Linked DNA regions of Callithrix jacchus: region 1 is linked to region 2. The links are chromatin contacts, called in public Hi-C maps. All regions are on one chromosome and are shown on one strand. Each heading gives the region's core, a stretch centred on a gene start, on an enhancer-like site or on the middle of the called end of the contact. The rest is flanking DNA. Distances are from core to core; before and after follow the strand shown. Region 1 holds the start of RGMA (repulsive guidance molecule BMP co-receptor a). Region 2 overlaps CHD2 (chromodomain helicase DNA binding protein 2).

What was found. A called contact is a pair of places that touch in the nucleus more often than the background predicts.
Region 1: a contact with region 2 is called in a Hi-C map of skeletal muscle, with 6 times the contacts expected there. The contact joins the promoter of RGMA here to the enhancer-like site in region 2. A contact is called at or near these places in 2 of 3 Hi-C or Micro-C datasets (both in skeletal muscle).

Annotation. Positions count from the first base shown.
Region 1 is chr6:22,094,063-22,097,634 of calJac240_pri, forward strand. It overlaps RGMA (repulsive guidance molecule BMP co-receptor a), which reads right to left and starts at 2,272. Exons shown (of 4, transcript XM_078326859.1): 1 at 1,995-2,272.
Region 2 is chr6:22,030,582-22,033,953 of calJac240_pri, forward strand. It overlaps CHD2 (chromodomain helicase DNA binding protein 2), which reads left to right. Exons shown (of 42, transcript XM_078326856.1): 37 at 1-682; 38 at 2,725-2,890. Among named protein-coding and RNA genes, the nearest start is that of RGMA, 64 kb to the right of the region's middle. Within about 2 kb of position 1,965, at least 10 of the 16 cell types and tissues checked have an H3K27ac peak or open chromatin away from gene starts, as enhancers often do. A contact at or near this core is called in skeletal muscle, where this site is marked.

The DNA of each region.
Region 1 (3,572 bases), core at 1,022-3,521, 64 kb after region 2:
TTCCTCTCCCAGTTCTGCTGCTGCCCTTCGGGGCACTCTCTTTTCTAGGGGTCATGGCTCAAAATCCACCCAAAAAAATCACCTGTCTGTGATACACAGGAGAAGAGAGAGGTCTGTGCATTAGTTTTCAAGCTCTCTGCCCTGGATGCCAGAGAAAGGGGCGTCTTCTTACAGCAGGTAACATTTTATGTTATGTTTCCCCTAAGTGTCTAAACCCAGATGGAGAAAGTAATGGAGCTCCTTTAGGTGACAGCATGCCACTCAACACGACCCGCAATTTCGTTCCCTGAGTTCGTGCTCAGCTCGGGACATCGGGGTTCTCCCTGGTACCGTCGGTACTCAGAGAACTACTGCAGCCTCCAGCCTGGACGCCAGGGCTGGTTCCCGCCCCCAACCTCGTGCAGGAGACTACCTAGAGAACACCCAACTTCGCAGCCTGAGAGGAATGCACAGCTCACCACGTCCGCTAGATGGCGCTACTTCCCCTACTCCGCCCGCGAGACACCAATTTAGAAAATCAATACCACCCAACGCCTCGCGAAACCACACCACAAAATAGCAGCTCACCGGTTCCCATTAAAATCTCAATTTGGGAGAACTGCTTCCACCTCCGAGAAAGTCTAATACAATTACTTTAATAAGACACAATCCCGAGTTGCCCCCCAGCGTCCCCCCGCCGGCTCTCCCCCAAATACACCTGTCCCCCTTGCCCCGGCTTGTACCCTGGGTTGAGCTGCCTCGAGAGCCGGCGCGGAGTGGTCGCCGTGTCCACCCGTCCACTTAGGAACGCCGGGGCCGCTTGACCATGGGCATCCTCAGCCCTCACCCCAGGAGCTGCACCTTCCCGTGCGCCCAGACCAGGGGCCGTCGGGACGGGAGCCCACGCTGTGCACTGCGCCGACGGCCGCGAGGGCAGGCGCTAGTCCTGCAGCTCAACAGTCGGGCGTCGGGCGGGAGGCGGGGGCCCGGGCGGCGCGGGCCAATGGGGGTTCACGGCGGGACAGCCGGGTGACCGGCTCGGTCTGGGGCTCCGCGGGGCCGAGAGGAGGGAGAGAGCTCCCAGCCCGCACACGGTGGAAAGGACGTGTGCCGGGTCTGCCCAACCACGCGCGCTGGCGGCTGCTCGGGGGAAGAGGATTTTAGGAAAAAAGAACAAACACCAAACCACAAAAACTTTCCTGCTGCCAAACGCTAAAGCGACCGAGGCGCAGCAAAGCTCCAAATGTGGGCAAGATGGGAGCGAGATGAGACGCGGGGCTGGGGAAGACCGAAGCAGCGCCGGGGCCCCGGCAAGTGCCGGCAGCGTCTCGGGGATGTCAGAGCCGGGGCCGCCCGGCTCCCGGCCCGCCCTTACCTTGGCGGCTGCATGAGACCCTGCGGCCCGCGGGGGGTGGCGCTGGCGGGGCTACGGGCGAAGAGGGGGTGCCGGGGCGCCGCTCGTCTACCCCGGGGCGAGGTGGAAGGGACTCGGCTGGCGCAGGTCCCCGCCGCCCCGGCCGGCTCAGCGGCGGCTCGGGGCGCGCCTCCTGCTCCCGGGCTGCATGCTGCGAGCGCGTGGAGGAGCCAGCCCGGGAGCAAACGGCCAGTGCGTTCTCGGCCCCGCGGCTCTGGCGGCGCGGCCAGCGCTCGGGAGGCAACTGCAGAGTGGGGCGTCCGGAGCCCGACCCCTCCCTTGCCCGGCCCCCGCCCGCCGCCAAGCGCGGCGTCGCGAGGTTCGTTAGCGCGCAGAGGGGAGGGGGCGGGCCGGGCGCCCAGGGCCGCGGGCGGGGGGCGCGCGCGGGCGGGGCCGGCGGGAGGGGCGGGGGGCGGGGGGCGGGCTCGGGTGGCTCCTCCCCGCTGCGGCCCCACCCTCCCGCGTCCGCACCGGCTGGGTGGGTGTGGACGGCCCCCGCCGCCCAGGCAGGACTCCTGAACGCTCGGGTGGGTTCGGGGGCGCTGGCGCCTCCAACTTCCCGACTCCCCCGCGCGGCTGCCGTGGAGCGCGCAGTGCCCACCTTCAGTTGGGCGGTGGTCCAGGGGAGTTCCGCTGAGCTTTCGGGAGAAGGCGGCTGCACCCGAGGCAAACGCTGTTGCGCTCCGCGGAGGCGCACCTTTGTTCTGTTGTTGTTGAAGAATCTTCAGCAAACTCCTACATATGTATTGCGTGCAATTTTACATAACTCAGGAGTGTCTAGAGTGAAAAGCAGACCGTACCGCACCCCCTCCCACGGCCGCGGCTCCCCAGAGGTCACCTTCGGGCGGCGTGTGCGCCGCCGCGGTTCTTCCCAGCTCTGCGCTTTTACATGCACACGCACAGACTGCAAGTGGAATCTCCTGGGCTTTTGAAAAGAATGTTTTCAACATTCAGTGCATGCACACAGTGGCGAAAACACATCCACGTCGGGAGCAGTAAATCCCCAGGGGCTCTGGGAGCCCAAGGACCCCTGCTGCGAGGCAGCCCAGAGCCACCCAGTCGCCATGTGTGCCTCTGAAACCCCAGCTGGAGCGTGAAGTCAGTCTGGTTACACAGCTCAGGCCCAAATTAGCACTGCACGGTTAGAGAGATTTACCAGTACATTCTAGACGGGTTATGACCTTCCCCTTCTTACAGAACAAACTGTCTTGAATTTTGATATGATGAGAACTCTGAATTTGCAAAATGAAAAGGTGTCGTCCACATTAAAGCACGATCGTTATTTATGCGTGTGGTCTTGAGAGATGTGGTTTTAGCTCAATATTCCCCATCTTATTTGTCAAGTGTGTTTGGATAATCTATAGCTGGGATATAAATAAAATTGAGTGATTGAGCAGGAAGGGATTGGGTATGGGTTTCTAGAATTAGCAAGTCATCTAGCTCTGCTGGGCCTCAGTTTCCCCATCTATGAATATTAGGAGGTGTGTGTGTGTCTTCCTGCCTTAACATTCTGTGTCCTGACATTTAGTGAATAACCAATTTATTCATCTTTCTTTTCTTTTCGAGACAGCCTCACTCTGTTGCCCAGGCTGGAGTGCAGTGGCGTAATCTTGGCTCACTGCAGCCTCCATCTCCCAGGTTCAAGCAATTCGCTGCCTCAGCCTCCCAAGTAGCTGGGATTATAGGCACCCACCACCATGCCTGGCTAATTTTTGTATTTTTAGTAGAGACAAGGTTTCACCATCTTGGCCAGGCTGGTCTTGAACTCCTGACCTCATGATCCACCTGCCTCGGCCTCCCAAAGTGCTGGGATTACAGGTGTGAGCCACCACGCCCGGCCCATCTTCATCTTTCATAGCTCAGCTCCAACATCTTCCCCACCCTCTAGGGAGTCCTCACATCCATGCCTTTCCTTCCTAACAATGAGGTCACTGTAATTATGTGCTCATTAGAATGACCTTTCACTTCATGGTGGCCTCTCCCACCATACTATAAGCACCGTGAGGGCAGGAACCAGGACTCCTTGGGGTCAGCATTGCATTCCTAGCTCTTAGTATGGTGCCTGGCACACTACCAGAATCTCTGAAGTACTGTCACCCAGATCATAGATTTCTTACTGTTCTTCCAGATTGCCTAGCCCTTTTAACGTGTCTGTTAAGTGGAAACGTGTCTTTTTAAA
Region 2 (3,372 bases), core at 715-3,214:
ACTGCTGTCAGCCCAGGGGACTTGGATGCGGCAGTCCACGGCGGTCCTGGCCTGCGCTGGAGTGGGAGGCTTGGGGTTTCTAGTTCACATAGTTCTTGAGAAAGATGAAGAAAAGCTGAGGGCTCTTCGTGCCCATAAAGAAACAGCTCACAATCATGTTGTAACTCATGACTCAGCTGGAACAATTGGGGGAAACTTTAAGAACAAGTACTGCAATGATCAGCTTATTATGATTTACAATAGCAACAAGCCTTCGAAACTGCCAGCTGCCAAAACGCCTGCCTTTTACTGGAAGCGGCCGCCCAGATCCTCCCTCCTCCCTCCTCCCTGGTGGGGCCTCGAAGGCCTGACATCACGGTAAGCCCTCAACTAGTGCCAACAGAAAGGTCACTTACTGAAACCCAAGTCCCTACAGTTTGCCAGACCGGAGTCAGCTCCAGATTCCAACCTGTGGCTTTTAAAGGAGCAGGACGTGCTCTGACGTAAGGCTTCGCCTTAAGCCCCCTGCACCGGTCCTGTCTGTCATCTCTTCTGGGACCCATTTGGTCTCCCAGCCTACCTTGACTTCATTCTGATCAGTGAGGGGGGTGATGAGGAGAAGGAGGAGGCTCAGCTGGACTGAATGAAAGCTCCATCCTGCAGGAACCTGGGCCCTAATTGAGGAGCTCCCCCGCTGCTGCTGGTAGGACCCTCCCCCCGGCTCACCGTCTTGGGGATGTCCTGGTCAGTTCTACGGCCGTATGATGTAGTGGATGACGATGTCATCAGGCCCCCTGGTTTTGCCCTGAGCCTCCTGGTCTCTGGCTTTGTGTGGGAACATGGGCAAGTCCATGGCCTAAAGTCTTCTTACCTTGAAGATGGGCTGAACAATATCCACTTACGAGCATCACACATGACCTCTTAATTTCCTTAGTGACCTAAGAAGGAACTGTTGCTAAAACCCAGCGCCTGTTAACCACAGGTACCGTGGTGGCTTCAGGGCCTGGGGGGCTGTAAAGGGGCCTCTGGAGTCAGTGCACTGCCCCTACGTGGTCCCTCCCAGTGTTCAGTTGGATGATCACCTTGCATCTTCACTTGCAAATGAAGGAGGCAGCTTCTTGGGTTCATGTGGTTTTTAAGTGAGAGTGTGCAGTGGAAAAGGAGAAGGTCTGTAACTGTAAGGGCTAGCTGGCAGACAGCACTCAGTCATTGGCTGGGGAGTGGGTGGAGAGGGCTGAGTCAGAGGGCAGCTGGACAGGTTGAGGGAGGCCAAGGACAGAATTGCCAGGCCTGGAGGGCAAGCCCGACTCAGCATTGGGCCCAGTACTTCCAGTACTCAGTACCTCAGCATTGGGCTCGTACTCCAGAGCCTGTGTGACAAGAGAGCTACCTCGTGGAAAGCGGCAGCTTGCTCTGTGGGGAGACTAAGCCCCAGCAGGAAGGCCCAGCAGGTACTGGAACCGTCTGGAGGAGCTCACAGTCTCATGGGGGAGACATTGCTGGAAGCAGGCAGTTATGGGAGAGGACGTTTTCCTTGACCCAGGACTCACGACCCTCCTTTGGGCTAGCTCTGCTCCAGGAACTGGACCTGCACAGTGAACCAGGAGAATAAGACCCCTGTCCCCTTGGAGTTGATACTGTAGCTGGAGTGGGAGTGGGCAGGCCCTAGAGAAGCAAACAGAGGAGAAACATCACGAGTGCCAGGGAGAAAACAGTGAGATGGAGAGGGACGGGCTAGTCAAAATCCCTGATCTGAGCAAACTGCAACCTCTTCAGACGGCCGAGCCCTGGCGATCAGGATGGGTGGTAAGGAAGGCACGTGGGCCGGGGGGAGGGTGCCGGGCATGGCTGCACAGACTTGGATTTCAACCTTGGCTCCGTCCCTTCCCAGCTGGTGTTCTTGGGTGCCTTCTCTCCCTCTCTCCAAGTCTCAACTACAAACAGATACTAACAGCTCCTCACCAGGCTGGGCGGAGACAAGTGAGGTCCCCAAGATGTGCGCTGGGTGGGCCGGGCAGCTGTCATGATGTGAGGGTGGCACTGGGGCCCACACTGTGTTTTGGAATCAGCTCCCACTTTGAAGCCGAGACCGAGGGCCCCTGAGCAGATGTGGTTCTAGAACTGTCCTGCAGAGGGCAGCAGGTTTCCATAAAAATTGGCCTGCCGGGCACGCAACACCTAAACTCAACCCAGGGATGGTTCCGCGCCATCCCTGGCCCCAGTGGGCCCCTCCCCTTGGATCGCACAACAGAGCCCTCCACACCCCAGGAGATGTGAAGTCACATGAGATCTCCGCAGTAAGCGGGGCGGGGAGGAGAGAGGCAGAGGCTGCTGGGAGAGGCAACTCCACCACCCTCCCTGAGCAGGGGACAGGAGGGGATGGTGCTGCTGGCTCCGGCCCAGCCTCCATCCCTGCCTCCAGCTTTTGTGCAGGGATACACAGGGTTGGGCTCCTCAGTGCAGCCTCTCCTCCTTCCCACCTGCGAGGGGACTTGCGTAGGGACCGTTCTGAACCACAAGGACCCCCATCATCACCCGGCTGCTCTCGGTGACCTTCACCTTAATGTCCCAGCACCCTGGTTTGGGTCTGGGCCCTCTGTGACCTGCCCCTGCAGGCCACTCCAACCTTCTTCAGTCCCTTGACTGAACAAGCCCCAGCTGCTCTCTCGGCCTCAGGTGGAGGAGGTCAGCTCTGCCTCCCAGCTGCGGCCCCTTTCTCCCTCCTCCATCACCACCTTCCTGCAGAACACCTGGTCGTCTTCAAGAATCCATTCCGGCCATCTCTGGCTCTGCCGTTCTGCCTCCATTCCTGCTGGAGTCTTCCCTGTGCCTGCAGACAGCGTCAGAGCTCCGGGCGCACTCTGGGGGCCCCACCTGACCGAGACTCTAGCTCGGCCTCCTGCCTCCACAGGTACAGGGCCTGGGAATGTGCTTGGGGGTGATGGCAGTACGAGGTCCTCTAGGCTCATCCCTCGTTGTCCGTGGGTGCCCTGGTCCCTGGGTGAACAGTGACTTGGAGGCAGTTGCTGCGCTTGGTGCCCTCTCTTTTGGGGGCCAAAGGGGGTGCCACCTTCCCTGGGGGCTGAGAACACTGGAAGTTCAGCCAGACTTCAGGTCCCTGCTCCCCAGGCCTCCTAGACCAGGGGGGATATTGAAAGCAGATAGGAGCCAGGCCCCAGCTTAGAGCCGCTTTCTAAGACTCCCTGCTGGGCCTGACGTGAACCCTTTATCTGCTGGACTGTGGGAAGAGCCAGAGGACATTCAGGGAGCTGAGCTGGAGCGGTGATGGGGCTTCAGGGCACTGGGCAAGCAGTACCTTGGGGCGTTGTTACCATCCTGGTGTTATTTCAGTATTTGAGCATCTAGATGACTCAGGGGTCATGGCCCCAGCTG